2 separate regions of the Mus musculus genome follow, and region 1 is linked to region 2. A link is a contact called in public targeted proximity ligation data. All regions are on one chromosome and are shown on one strand. The core of a region is the stretch at or near the end of the contact, and the rest is flanking DNA. Distances in the headings are between cores, read along the strand shown. Region 1 holds the start of Peli3 (pellino 3). Region 2 holds the start of Pcx (pyruvate carboxylase).

Region 1 (7,022 bases), core at 1,243-3,742, 350 kb before region 2:
TGGCTCAAAACAGTTGGCAAAGCAGTTGGTGTTTTTCATGGTCTTAGGCAGGGAGTTAGTGGAATGGATGTGGGGCTTAGAGAGTCTGGGAGTTTGGGGGTGAGATTGCATTTGCTCCCTTTTAGGAACAAGTGAGTCAACTTCCACTCATCCTCTGTGGCAGGAGTCACAGGCCATGTTCTCTGCGCATAGGTCCTTGATTTCCTCGGAAAACACATTTCAAACTCTGGGGCTAGGGCAGAGGTGTAGTTTGGTTGGTAAAGTGCTAGCCTAGCACCTGTGAATCACTGTGTTTGATCCCAGGCACTGAATAAACTAGGTGTGGTGCCTCACACCTGTAATCCCGGCACGGGAAAAATGAAAAGCGGAGGCAGGAGACTCAGAAGGTTGTCCTCTGAGTTCAAGGGTAGCCTGAACTGCCTCAGAACAAATGAGCAATTCAGGGGTTAACTGGCCATTGGGATATCGTTCCAGACCAGGAGGTACTAAGCAGAAGAGACCACAACTGAGTCTCTCTCTCTCTCTCTCTCTCTCTCTCTCTTTTTATTAGATATTTTCTTTATTTACATTTCAAATGTTATCCCCTTTCCTAGTTTCCCTCCCGAAAATCCCCTATCCCTTCCTCCCACCCCCTGCTCACTAACCCACCCACTCCCACTCCCTGGACCAAGCATTCCCCTATACTGGGACAGGACCAAGGGCCTCTCCTCCCATTGATGACCGACTAGGCCATCCTCTGCTACATATGCAGCTAGAGCCATGAGTCTCTCCGTGTGTTTTCTTTGATTGGTGGTTTAGTCTCAGGGAGCTCTGAGGTTACCAGTTAGTTCATATTGTTGTTCCTCCTATAGGGCTGCAAACCCTTTCAGCTCCTTGGGTACCTCATCTAGCTCCTTCATTGGGGACCCTGTGCTCTGTCTAATGGATGACTGTGAGCATCTACTTCTGTATTAGCCAGGCACTGGCAGAACCTCTCAGGAAACAGCTATATATCAGACTCCTATCAGCAAGCTCTTCTTGGCATCTGCAATAGTGTCTGGGTTTGGTAGTTGCACAACTGAGTCCATCTCTAGTTCATGGCAGCTTTCAAAGTCAGGAGTTCATCAGGTTTGGCGGCCCTTGCTTTTAACTCCAGCTTTTTGGAGGCTAGTCTGATGATGTACATGGTGAGCTCCAGGCCATTCAGGGGTATACAGTGAGACTCTCAAAACTAACAAACAAGCAAACAAAGTAAGGGGACTAGAGATGGCTCAGTGGCTAAGTGCAATGGCTGCTTGCTCTTTCAGAGAGCCTGGGTTTTTATTATTATTATTATTATTATTATTATTATTATTATTATTAGACAGGGTTTCTCTGTATAGTCCTGGCTGTCCTGTAACTCACTCTGTAGACCAGGCTGGCCTTGAACTCAGAAATCCGCCTGCCTCTGCCTCCCAAGTGCTGGGATTAAAGGCTTGCGCCACCACTGCCCAGCTCTGGGTTTGATACTTAGCACTGGCATGGTGGCTCACAACTGTTTGTAACTCCAGTCCCAGAGAATTCGAGTTTCTGGCCTCTGTTGGCACCAGGTAGGCATACAAGTGGTGCACAACCATACACGGAAGCAAAATACTCATATACATGAAAATAGATTTAATATAAAAAAAATAATGAGTCGTTCAAGGGCTGGAGATGTTGGTAAGTGGTAAAGTGTTTATCAAGGTGTATGAAGCCATGGGCCAGATCCTCTCTTGGTTCCTTTGTAGCAAGCCATTTCTGTAAATCTGTTTTGTGGCATCGGGGACAGGGGTGACAGGCCACAATTATCGTACCCGCCTTCCAAGGATTACAGGACTTAATTTGCCCAAATTCAACCCAGAGAGCCTGGTACTGACAGAAGAAAGCCTGTGGCCCTGAGGGACCGAGCACCCCAAAGTGGGCTTTCCTTTGAGGCTTTGCAAAGGATAGAAGCATGCTGTTGGGAGGGGAGGTCAGTGATTCATGTCTCTGGACACCAAGGAGGCCAGAGCTCACTGATTGTTGCACAGAGAGAAAGTGGTCGCGCTGAACTGAAAGACAGATCTGCACTCGAGACAACCGCAGTGGCTTTCCTCAGCCTCCACGGGTGATGCACCTTCCTCCGCCTCTTCTAGTAGTTTCCTTCCCTCTGTTTGCTCTGGGCTTCTCTGTAATTCCGAGATTTCCCCATAAAGGAGGCGGGGTCTTGGAGCAGCGGGTGGGCAGTCGCTAGTCTTAGGTTGGGAAAAGGAGCCTCTAGATTACTGTGTGAAAGGAGGCTCCGGTCTCGGGGAGAACCTAGAAGACCCCAGAATGAGGGTGAGGTGTCCGGAGCCTGGAATAAGAGAGGGGTCTTGTAGACAACCTCTTTGGCTTCCCAGACTACAGCCAGGCTTAAGCCGCAGGAGGCGGAGCCTCGGGGTAAGGTGGGGCCTCTAGGGGCGGAGCCGGGGCGGGGCGTGGGGCAAGGGGTGGGGCGTGGAGGTTTGTGTGCACATCCCTCCCTCCTCCGGGCCTCGGGTGTCCCCGTGACGAGGCTGCACCGAGCAGCCGCGGGCCGGGCCCATCCCGCCGCGGCAGTCCCGGGGCGCAGTAGAGGTGAGGCGGGTGGGGGCCAGCAGCACACAGAGAGCCCCAGAACGCCGCCAGGTGAGGCTGGCGAGGTGGGGGGCGGGGGGCTGTGTTGGGCGTGCGTTGGGGGCGTGTTTGAGTATCTGGGGGTGGCGGGGTTAAGAGAGCGGGTCTGAGGGCTGGCGCCTGTGGCTGTTAGCGCGGAGGCGCGTCTCTGCCGTAGGAGTTCTTGGGTATGCTGTGCCAGTCTAGGCACTGCCCGCGGGACTGACAGCGTGCGCGCGCGTATTTGTGAGGGGCCGCCTGGTGTGTATCTGCGTATGCTGTCATTGTGCCCTTCCCGAGCACGGGGTGCAGGCCTGCCTCTGCGCAGACCTTCCAACGTTGGGGCTGTTAACAGCCTGCGGGCGACTGACTCTGCTGCAGGAGGTGCCCGACTGGGGAGCGCCGCCCCCACAGGCCTCCAGAGACCTAAGCGGCCTGAGGACCACAGACAGACACCTGAGGGAGGGAGGGATCTGGAGGCCTGCCTGCATTGCCAGGCTAAGATAGGGAGACTGAGTCAGGTGGGTGGTAAGACAAAGGCAGACAGATAGAGGAAGGATAGAAGTAGGGACCGGAGTGGGGCGAGAACAGGCAGAAAAGGACGTGCTGGGAGGACAGAGAGTCATTGAGAACAGACAGACTGACAGAGGCCTAGACCTGCTGCAAAAAGGGCAATAAGATTAGAATGAAGACAGACACCCAAGAACCTGACAGAGAGCTTAACTGAGGTCTTGGGGTTAAGAGCTTAAGCCAGGAATTAAGTCTGAGTCTAGAGGTCTCTTAAGTCCTGGCTGCCCCTCTGCCAAACACATTCCATCCAAAGTTGGTATATTGCTCTAACCGACCAAACACTCTGACTCTGATTTTGCCATTTGTTTCTTGGTCTTGTCTCACCAGTCTCCCTCCTTGGTATCCCAGCAACCTCACCATTTGGGGGAAAGGAAGTAGTTATAATAACAAGTGTTGACGGACCATTCTTGCCTTGTGTCTAGCCAGAGCCTGAGAGGAGCTGGGGTGGGAAGTTGCAAGGTTCTTTTCTCTTCTCCCACTGTGCTCAGAATGGTGCTGGAAGGAAACCCTGACGTGGGATCCCCCCGGACCTCAGACCTCCAGCACCCGGGGAGCCAGGGCTCTTGCATCCTGTCTTGTCCTGGTGAAGAAGCACTGGCAGGCGAGGAGCCCATCAAGTATGGTGAACTCATCGTTCTGGGGTGAGCCTCCCTAGTCCAGGAGTGATGTGCTTGGGTAACTGTCCCTCAGGTCAGCCAAGATAACAGTGTGCACCGGCTGCTCTCCCAGGACTCTCTGCTTCTTGCCACTTTCCCAGAAGAAGAGCAAAAGTGATCAAACCCATTTCTGTTGTTTTGTTTTGGAGACAGGGTTTCTCATAGCCTTGGCCTGGAACTTGATGAGTAGACCAGGGTAGCCTTGAACTCGGAGATCCACCTGTCTCTGCCTCCCAAGTACTGGGATTAGAGGTATACACCACAACCAGCAGCCGGAGGCAATTCTTAAAGCTGCTCACCACAGTTTGTAATCAGCTAAGAAAAAGAATAGCAAAAAAAGAGTCTGTAAAGCACCTACTGTGTGTAAGTGTGGGATAAAGAATTCTGATTCTGCACAAAAGGTTCCAATTCTACTTCAGCAAGTTGTCAAACTTTCCTGTGCTTTTGTGTCCTTTTTTTTTTTTTTTTTTTTTTTTTTTTTTTTTTTTTGGTTTTTCGAGACAGGGTTTCTCTGTATAGCCCTGGCTGTCCACTTTGTAGACCAGGCTGGCCTCGAACTCAGAAATCTGCCTGCCTCCGCCTCCCGAGTGCTGGGATTAAAGGCGTGCACCACCACGCCCGGCTTGTGTCCTCATTTTGAAGACAAGGTTGATTCTAGCCTCCCAAAGCTTACCTGAAAGAAAGAAAGGTGGAAGAGATTTTTGTAAAGTACATAGACTGGTACTCAGCACATACCAAGCATCTGGGAGGCAGGTAGTACGAAGTTGTGGACATTACTTCATCTCAACCCTCACAAAGATGCTGCGAGGAAGGAGGTGAAGTAAATGAGGCTCAGAGAGGGGAAGTGACTGGTCCAAAAGCACACAGCTCATAAGTGGGAGGGTTGGGATTTGAACCCAGATCTTCTTAATTGTAGGTCTAGCACACTACACTAAGCTGCAGCTCCTCCTCGCATTACAGACGAGAAAGTGGAGGTTATTACAGAGAAATCGATGGGGCTTGCTCTGGTCTTTGCCTGCCTGGACACCTGCATCTTCCATGAAACCCTTCCCCCAGACACAGATGTGTCTCCCTCTGCTGATCCGCTGTCAGATCATGGTGAAGATTAACTATGTAGCACTGGCTGTCACTTGGTCACTTTTATGTGCCACCTTGCCTTTTTTCAAATACCCACAATAGCCAACTCATATCAAGACCTTGCTATAAGAGTAGCAAACTCTATCAAGCATTTTAAAGCACTTTATCTTGTTTAGTTCTCAAAATCAATATTCCAAGTAGGTTCTGACAGATGAGTTCCATTTTATAGAGGTTGTGTGATGAGTTGAAGAGTGGATGTGTGCCAGGCTCCTGTGAGCCCTCAGCCTGTATCCTGGCCTGTCTCCCTCTAGGCTTGCCACTGCTGGTACGTGAGAAGTGCTCACAAGGGTAAATGAGATGTTCCTCATGGAGGAGCGTATATCTGAAAAGCAGCTGCTTCACGTCCTGACAGAGGGAAGGGCTGTATTTCTATCTGGGTGAAGGCAGCTCTCTGTCCTAAGAGGAGGAGGGAAGCCACACTGTGCACAGTGCTACGAGGGAACACATGGAAATCACAGAGGCTGGCGTAGTGCACACACCTGACTCCCAGCACTCACGAGGGAGCAACCATGGTTGCCCCCAAAATCAACAAAAAGAAGAGAGAGGGAATAAAGGAGAGAGATGAGAGAAAAGAAAATAGGAGATATAGAGAAGAACCCCACACCTCGAGAGGCAGAATCTCTGGATGGGTCTAGCGAATATGAATTTAAACAAACTCACCAGGAAATTCTAATTGGTCCTATATTTGGCATCTTCTTGTCTCCCTTTTTGAGACAGGGTCTCACAGAGCTCAGGCCGGCTTCCATCACTCTCCCTATGTAGCTGAAGATGACCTTGAGCTCCTGATCTGTATTCCTCCCAAGTTACAGGCATGAGCCAGCAGACTGCAGTCTGTGGTGCTGGGACTGCAGGCATGAGCCAGCAGACTGCAGTCTGTGGTGCTGGGACTGCAGGCATGAGCCAGCAGACTGCAGTCTGTGGTGCTGGGACTGCAGGCATGAGCCAGCAGACTGCAGTCTGTGGTGCTGGGACTGCAGGCATGAGCCAGCAGACTGCAGTCTGTGGTGCTGGGACTGCAGGCATGAGCCAGCAGACTGCAGTCTGTGGTGCTGGGACTGCAGGCATGAGCCAGCAGACTGCAGTCTGTGGTGCTGGGACTGCAGGCATGAGCCAGCAGACTGCAGTCTGTGGTGCTGGGACTGCAGGCATGAGCCAGCAGACTGCAGTCTGTGGTGCTGGGACTGCAGGCATGAGCCAGCAGACTGCAGTCTGTGGTGCTGGGACTGCAGGCATGAGCCAGCAGACTGCAGTCTGTGGTGCTGGGACTGCAGGCATGAGCCAGCAGACTGCAGTCTGTGGTGCTGGGATTACAGGCATGAGCCAGCAGACTTCGGTCTGTGGTGCTGGGATTGGAACGCAGGGTGTTGCTCATGCTAGGCCAGTACTCTACCCACCGAGCTCCACCCCCAGCCCTAGGTTCAGCCACTTCTGATATTCTTCTCCAAAGCTTTCTGTGCCTCCCCACTTCTTAGAGAAAAGCATTCTTAGCTTGTTATTCTTATCACTATACCACCCAAGTCACTAAATCTTAGTCCTCAGGGCCTTGGCTCAAAACCCAATAATTTTTGGCAAATCTAGGTGAGTGTGACTACAGTCCAGTGACCACAGTCCAGCCTTTTGTTGTTGTTGCTGCTGCTGTTATTGTCTTTGCTTCTTAGCTTGAGACAACTCATTTTACCTCCCTGGGCTTTCACTTGTCTAATTTATAAAGTAGGAAGAAAGCCATTTGCCTGGCAGGACATTCTGCAGATTCCATTAGGTAATTAAAAACACGAAGGATCAGGAAAAGAGGCAGCCATCCCCAGCAGCAATCAAGGCAATGGCTCACCTCAGCCTTGATTCTCATGGTCATTCCCCCTGAATAAAAGCTGGAAAGAAAGGTGGAAATTAGACACGTGTGGAGATAATGAGGAGGAATTAGAAGGTGTTTTCTTCTTGGTCATTTTCGGACGCCGTATGATGAAAGCTCCTTTGCTGCAGATGAAGTCTTTACAGTTCTTCAAGGCCCAACATAGGTGTTTCCTCTCCCGGAATCCTGATTCTGGG
Region 2 (6,886 bases), core at 3,442-5,941:
TCTTGCCTGTGGATTGTAGCAACTCAGCGTATTTTCTGCTCCTTAGTAACTCAAGAACTTTCACCTTTTTCACTTAAAGAAAGCAGATAGCTTCCCCTGACAAATCTTAGCAGCCAGCCTCACTTCCCTTCTGCTTTGGGGCCACTGAAGTAAAATACTGGTTACCTAGATACAAGTTCCACAGCAGTCAATGAAGACTGAGACACTACTAACAAACTAGCAAGCAGGTAGCAAATACAGCATAGAGACTCTGAACAAAAGTGAAAAGTGTGATTCTTTTTTTTTTTTTGAGACAGGGCTTTTCTGCGTAGCCCTGGCTGTCTTAGAACTCACTTTGTAGACCAGGCTGGCCTCTAACTCAGAAATCCGCCTGCCTCTGCCTCCCGAGTGCTGGGATTAAAGGCGTGTGCCACCATGCCCGGCTCAAAAATGTAATTCTTGATTTGGGTGGGAGGAAGTGGGAGACTGAAAGACCCATAACAGCATACCACCTAAAACTTAAGACTTGTTTATTTCTAGAATTTTCCCTTCATTACTTTTGCACCATAAAATGCCATGGGAGACTGAACTGAAGAAATAGGAATTGGTGGATCCTAATGTTAACACATTGTGGACAAACTGGGCCAGCATGTCACTGACTAGGAGTTGAATGTCTATCAGCAGCACCAAATGGCATCATTGGTACGTCCTGAAGTGATCCACTTCAGGAGTATGGAAGCCACAGTCCTACAGGGCCCTGCCTCAGATATACAACCACGTTTAACTAAAGCCTAATTTCCATATTTTACCCAATGGGAGACACACACAATTTTTATTCCTCCAAATATGTAAAATTAATGTTTCAAAATTAATGTTTCAAATATGTGAAAGATGCTAAGCATTGTGGTACAAGCCTTTAATCCCAGTACTCAGGAGGCAGAGGCAGGTGAAACTGTGAGTTTGAAGCCAGCCTGATCTACACACAGAGTTCCAGGACAGCCAGAACTATGTGAGAGACTCTGTCTCAATGAACAACAAAAAAAGCCCAACTATGTAAAAGTTCATATGGGACATGAACTGGAGAATCAGTTCAAATGAAAGGAAACAAAACGACAGCTAACTGCACATAGGCGCTGATTGGACCCTGGACTTCTGTTGTCAGCAAGGACACAAAGGGACTGCAGATAAAGTTTAAACAAGTCTGTAAGTTACACAGTGTGTATCTTGCTGCTGCTCAGTAGTAAGGAGAAGCTCTGACAGCAACACAAAGCCCAGCACGTGAGGTCTTCCCTGCAAACGTCTAGACACACACTGCAGACACACACTGCAGACAGAGCAAGGTGTTGCACACAGCAGCTTCATAAAAGATAATACCTCCAACTGAGAAGACACACAGGTCCCACTCCCAAGTCCTGTCCAGTTACCCTGCAAGCCCTGTTCAGATCTATCCAGAGCCTTCAAGCCAGGCCCACTAATGCACTGAATGGTCTCAGCACCATCAAGAGTTCAAGGCCAGTCAAGGCTATCTTTTGAGACTAAGTCTTGTTATAATATAGCTCAGGCTCACTTGAATTTACTGTGTAATCCCCCTGCGTCAACCCCAAAGGCTGAAATTAAAGTGTGTACCACTACACCTAGCTTTAAAACAAAACAAAAGCTTCTACAATACAAAAAGTACATTGAAGCTGGGAGGGAAGTGTGGGGGGCTAGAGTGGATCTGATCAAGGTAAGTTATATAAATATAGTCAAAAAATAAAGTTACAGTTCCTTTTACAATAAATGTAGGCCTCCTGTTCCTTGCTGGGTCAGTTCTACTCCAGGAATCCAGAATTCCATATTATGAAACAGAGACTGAGATGTGTATGTGAGGTGTTCAAACACCTCCATTTACAACACCAAACAGCAGAAGGGATTTAAAGTCTGACTGGAAGGTCCTGGGTAGACATTACAAATCCACAAATGAGGGGTTTGCATGGGTGTTTACAATATGGAAGGTGTTTGTGATACAATGTGAAGCCAAGAAAATGAGATAAACTATATATACCATCTCATAAAGTTTCTTCTGGAACCAGGCTGACAGCTGGTGAGATCACGCCAGTGAAGTGCCTCATTGCCACAGATTGGTGCAGTGTGTTTCTTTCCTCCCTTATGCATCTATATATCCCAGGTACAGAAGTCTGTATGTTTTATCCAATGGGAACATTTATTTTCTAAGATAAGAACTTTACTTATTTTTTATTGCTGTACTGGAAATAAGAAGCTGTAAAAACATGGAACAAAGCAAAGCAGCACAGCCACCACTAATGGTTAAAGTGGCGCCTCTGTGTGTGGGTGTGTGGGGGGGACACAAGGGCTACAAACACAATGGTCATCAGTGGCCTGATCACAGTCAGCATCTGCCATCTGGAACTTATGCATCAATGACTGGGTCCTGATTACCACTTAACCATCAGTACCGGTGAGAAGCCATCAGCAATTGGCTTAAGTCTCTATAGACACACAGTTTATAAACGTAAGCCTAAAGCCCAGACCTTAGGCCCTGTTGAAGGAGATCCCCACTTCACCATCCTTTAACACTCTCTCCTTCCGTTTAGTTTTCTTTGACTGGGAAGTATTTTTTTTTCTTCATTATTAGTTTTCTTCAATTTTAATTTGTCAAAATTCTCCACTTCAGACAAGTCTGGCTTATCATTCACTCATATTGACTGCCTGCTCCAAGATATGTTCCAGGACAACAGGTTAAACTGCTGCTGGCTCAGGACCAGGCTGGGGGCACATTTAGAAAAGAAAATGGGCTGTCGAGATAACTCAGCTGGTAAAAGTGCTTGTTGCCAAATTTGATGACCTGAGTTTAATCCCAGAACCCACATGGTGGGAAGAGAGAACCTCAACAAACACAATGTGGTACTCATGTCCACTCCTCACCAAAAATAAATAAATGTAAAATACACTTGTAATACCAGTTCTTGGTAGGCTGAGGCAGGAGATCAATCTTAAGTGCAAGGCTGAACTACATAGAAGATTGTTTCTTGATAATCACTCGCCACCACTTGAGCACTTGACTCTCATCCTTTGAGTAAACAGGTGAGTTTGCTGCCCTGCCCCTCTCTCATCACACAGGCTCCCCATTCCCCTCTCGAGATAAGGAGTCTTCCTTGGATTGGCATCAGGTGAGTTCCTGGAAGGCTAACCCCACAGAATGTGTGTGTGTGTGTGTGTGTGTGTGTGAGAGAGAGAGAGAGAGAGAGAGAGAGAGAGAGAGAGAGAGAGAGACTTGATGTGATTCCCCATAAATGATCTTGGTGGCCCAGTGACTCCTTGGCAATCCCAATCCACAAAGAACCTGGGGCCAAGAACACTGTGAAGAGAAAGAAGCCCCTCTCAGCCCTCATATCCCTGAAAAGGGCAGCAAAAGCAGACCTGAAGGTAAGTCCTGAGAGACCAGCTACTGGAGAGCAGAAGCCAGGGCTGGCAGCAAACCTGCACAAAATTACAGGCAGAAAATGGCAAGGCCCTTTTGGATGGAGTCAGAGCAGAGGCAAGTGGGAGCAGCCACCACCACTAGAGCTGGTGGGGCCAGGAGGCCCAATGTTAGCCTGCACTATGCCTGCCTGCCTGCCTAGGCCTAGCTCTCTTTTTTTCCTAGTACTGTGGTTTGGCAGCTCTGAAGCCCAGTTTCCTCATCTGTAAATTCAGGTGCCACTTCTAGCCCAGATAGATCATTCCCGGACCAACTGAGACAGAGACCTGAAAGTACTAAATCTTGGTAATGAATGCCAGCTGTTGTCACTCTTTCTCACTGTCTTTTCTCCTCCCACATGAATGGAGGGATATAGAAGAAATATTCCCAATCTCCCCAAAGCCCTATACAGATCACACCAGCATCCCTATACATATACATATACATATACATATACATATACATATACATACACATACACATACACATACACATACACATACATATACATACATACATGTTCACACATGCATGTATATACACCAAGGTCCTCTTGCTAACTGCCCCAAGGCCCTCCATCAAAGCCTTTCTCTGTATAGAGGTAGCATGAAGTCTGCTATATACCAATCCCTCCAAGGTTTTCTGAGTAGGATATTGATATGAGTCATACCAACACATACACACAAAAAGAGACAGACACAGAGAGAGAGAGAGAGACAGACAGACAGAGAGAGACAGACAGACAGACAGACAGACTAGTCCTCTAGCACAGAGCATGCTTTCATCACATGTAAAAACCTAGCCTAGCAGTTGATTAAGATTTATAGGGCCATACCTGCTCTGGAACAATTACCTTGTACCAGCCACCAACACACATACACAGAGAGAGAGAGACAAGAGACAGAGACAGAGAGACAGAGGCACACAGAAAGAGACAGAGAAGGAGACACACACTGTCGCACACATACAGAGCGAGTGAGAGAGAGAGAGAGAGAGAGAGAGAGAGAGAGAGAGAGACTAGTCCTCTAGCAATCCCAATTGAAAGCTAGCATGCTTTCATCACATGTAAAACCCTAGCCTAGCAGTTGATTCAGATTTATAGAGCCATACCTGCTCTGGAACAATTACCTTGTACCAGCCAAGCACCTAGGTGTGCTGCACACAGAGGACGTGATAGAGGATCCACAGGCAGTAACTGCTCCACCCGAGGTCATTGGCCCCAGAATACAAAGTTCTCCAGCACTAGACTGCTGGAGGCCTGGGCTGTAGCCAAGGCTGAAATCAGGGGAAGGGGCGCCGCCTCCTGAGGCCATCATGGGCCACTGGCTGCCTAGGAGGGCCGGGCCAGAGAGGCGGGGCAGTGGGTCATGCAGAAAGTAGATGAGCAGTGGCCTAGAGCCTGTTCCCTGGGCCCTCAGGAATACACAGAATTACAAGACAATACCTGCTAGAAAGCAGCTGCAGACTTTTGTGGTGGATTTTGGACATACTGCCACTTGAAGTTCAAGGCATAAAAATGTCACTCAGAAAGTAGAATGGTACCTAGACAGGCTGCTTGGTAGGGACTGTGCCAGGCATGATGGAGGGCAAGGGTCACATTAGCCTGAAGGCTGGTTCACTACTACAGTCACAGGAGGCCTGTGCTGCAACCAGCCTCTCCCCTAATTCAATGCACTGCCAGACACAAGACAAGGCCGTCACAGACAAGAGAACATACCACCTTGTTCCTAAGCATCTCCATAGCTGATCTAGCCTTTCCCTCACTGAATGAATCCCACTGCCCTCACAGGCCTACACTCAGGAACTTTTAAAATCATGATCAGCCAGAGAGATCCAGCCGCAGGACAGCTGTGGACCCACTGGGTCCCCTTAGGGCCCCACAGATGTTGTGACAGCCAACGGAGTGTTGAGTTCCAGGGTCTGAGATAACTCCAGTGATAAGGTTGACCAAGTTGCACCTGAGTCTCAGCAAATTCTCAAAGCTGAAGGGACAGAACCGTCTGCACAGCTCAGGGGGTATCATAGAGCTTGGGGGCCAGGTGAGAGAGCTCAGGGGTATCATAGAGCCTGGGGGTCAGGTGAGAGAGCTCAGGGGTATCATAGAGCCTGGGGGTCAGGTGAGAGAGCTCAGGGGTATCATAGAGCCTGGGGGTCAGGTGAGAGAGCTCAGGGGTATCATAGAGCTTGGGGGCCAGGTGAGAGAGCTCAGGGGTATCATAGAGCCTGGGGGTCAGGTGAGAGAGCTCAGGGGTATCATAGAGCCTGGGGGTCAGGTGAGAGAGCTCAGGGGTATCATAGAGCTTGGGGGCCAGGTGAGAGAGCTCAGGGGTATCATAGAGCTTGGGGGTCAGGTGAGAGAGCTCAGGGGTATCATAGAGCCTGGGGGTCAGGTGAGAGAGCTCAGGGGTATCATAGAGCCTGGGGGTCAGGTGAGAGAGAAGCAGAGCACCTAGGGTGGTAGGAAGACCTTGGGTGGGCACTGAATAGTGTGGTACCCTCCAAGCCCCCCAGAATTCCTCGTTTGGGTACTAAAGGGGACCCAACCTGTCCTGGCATCCTAATCTAATGTGACCATCCTCTTTCCTCACAACAGTGCCTCTTGGGAAGGTGTTTCCAATTACAGCCCTTCAGGCTGGCACTATTCCAGATGTCTCCTGTCATCCTCATCCCAAAAGATAGCATGGCTAGAGAGAGTAGTGGGAATGGGGGGCAGGCTTTCACTTAGACCACACAGTACCCTATTAGGGGAGTACTTGGTTGGATGGTTACCATGAAGTCCTCGTAGTTGACAATGGTTCAGACTCCAATTTAAATCCTCTGAGGGAAAGCCCTCCTACTTGGTGACATCAATAGTGGAGACCTGAAGTTTGCATTAAGCCTGAAGCTTCCAGAAAGTTCCTTTCCTTCTACATGGGAAAAGCACTCTGATTCTGCAGGCACAGCAACTGGTCCAGAGCACATGCCTCAGGGGATACCATACTGTCTTCCTTGGAGTGACACACAAGTAGAACTCCTTTCCTGCCCACAGAGATGGGGGAGATGGCAAAAGAACAAGCAACCCACTGTTCCCCAAGATCCTTCATCCCATGTTCCTCTTCAGAACACCAGCAACCTGAAGAGGCCTGTTTGCTATTTTCTGCAAATGCTGGCTAACAGATCTCATTCTTGTCTCGGGTTGTGCATTAAAAACAGGGAAATTCCAGGAGCTTGAAAGAACCCAGATGTCCTTCAACAGAGGAATGGATACAGAAAATGTGGTACATTTACACAACAGAGTACTATTCAGATTCATGAAATTCTTAGGCAAATGAATAGAACTAGAAAATATCATCCTGAATGAGGTAATCCAATTGCAAAAGAACATACATGGTATGCACTCACTGATAAGTGGATATTAGCCCCAAAACTCCAAATAACCAGGATACAATTCACAGACCACATTAAGCT

Evidence for each region.
Region 1: a contact with region 2 is called in a targeted proximity ligation map of astrocytes, with 3 times the contacts expected there. A contact is called at or near these places in 2 of 39 promoter capture datasets (the C10 cell line and hippocampal neurons), 3 of 130 datasets of targeted methods (astrocytes, pancreatic cancer cells and stem cell-derived neural progenitor cells) and 1 of 9 other capture datasets (liver).

What each region holds. Positions count from the first base shown.
Region 1 is chr19:4,938,562-4,945,583 of GRCm38.p6, reverse strand. Peli3 (pellino 3) reads left to right here and starts at 2,492. Exons shown (of 7, transcript NM_172835.3): 1 at 2,492-2,646; 2 at 3,672-3,824. The coding sequence starts at 3,673.
Region 2 is chr19:4,592,124-4,599,009 of GRCm38.p6, reverse strand. It overlaps Pcx (pyruvate carboxylase), which reads right to left and starts at 4,691. Exons shown (of 20, transcript NM_008797.3): 1 at 4,568-4,691.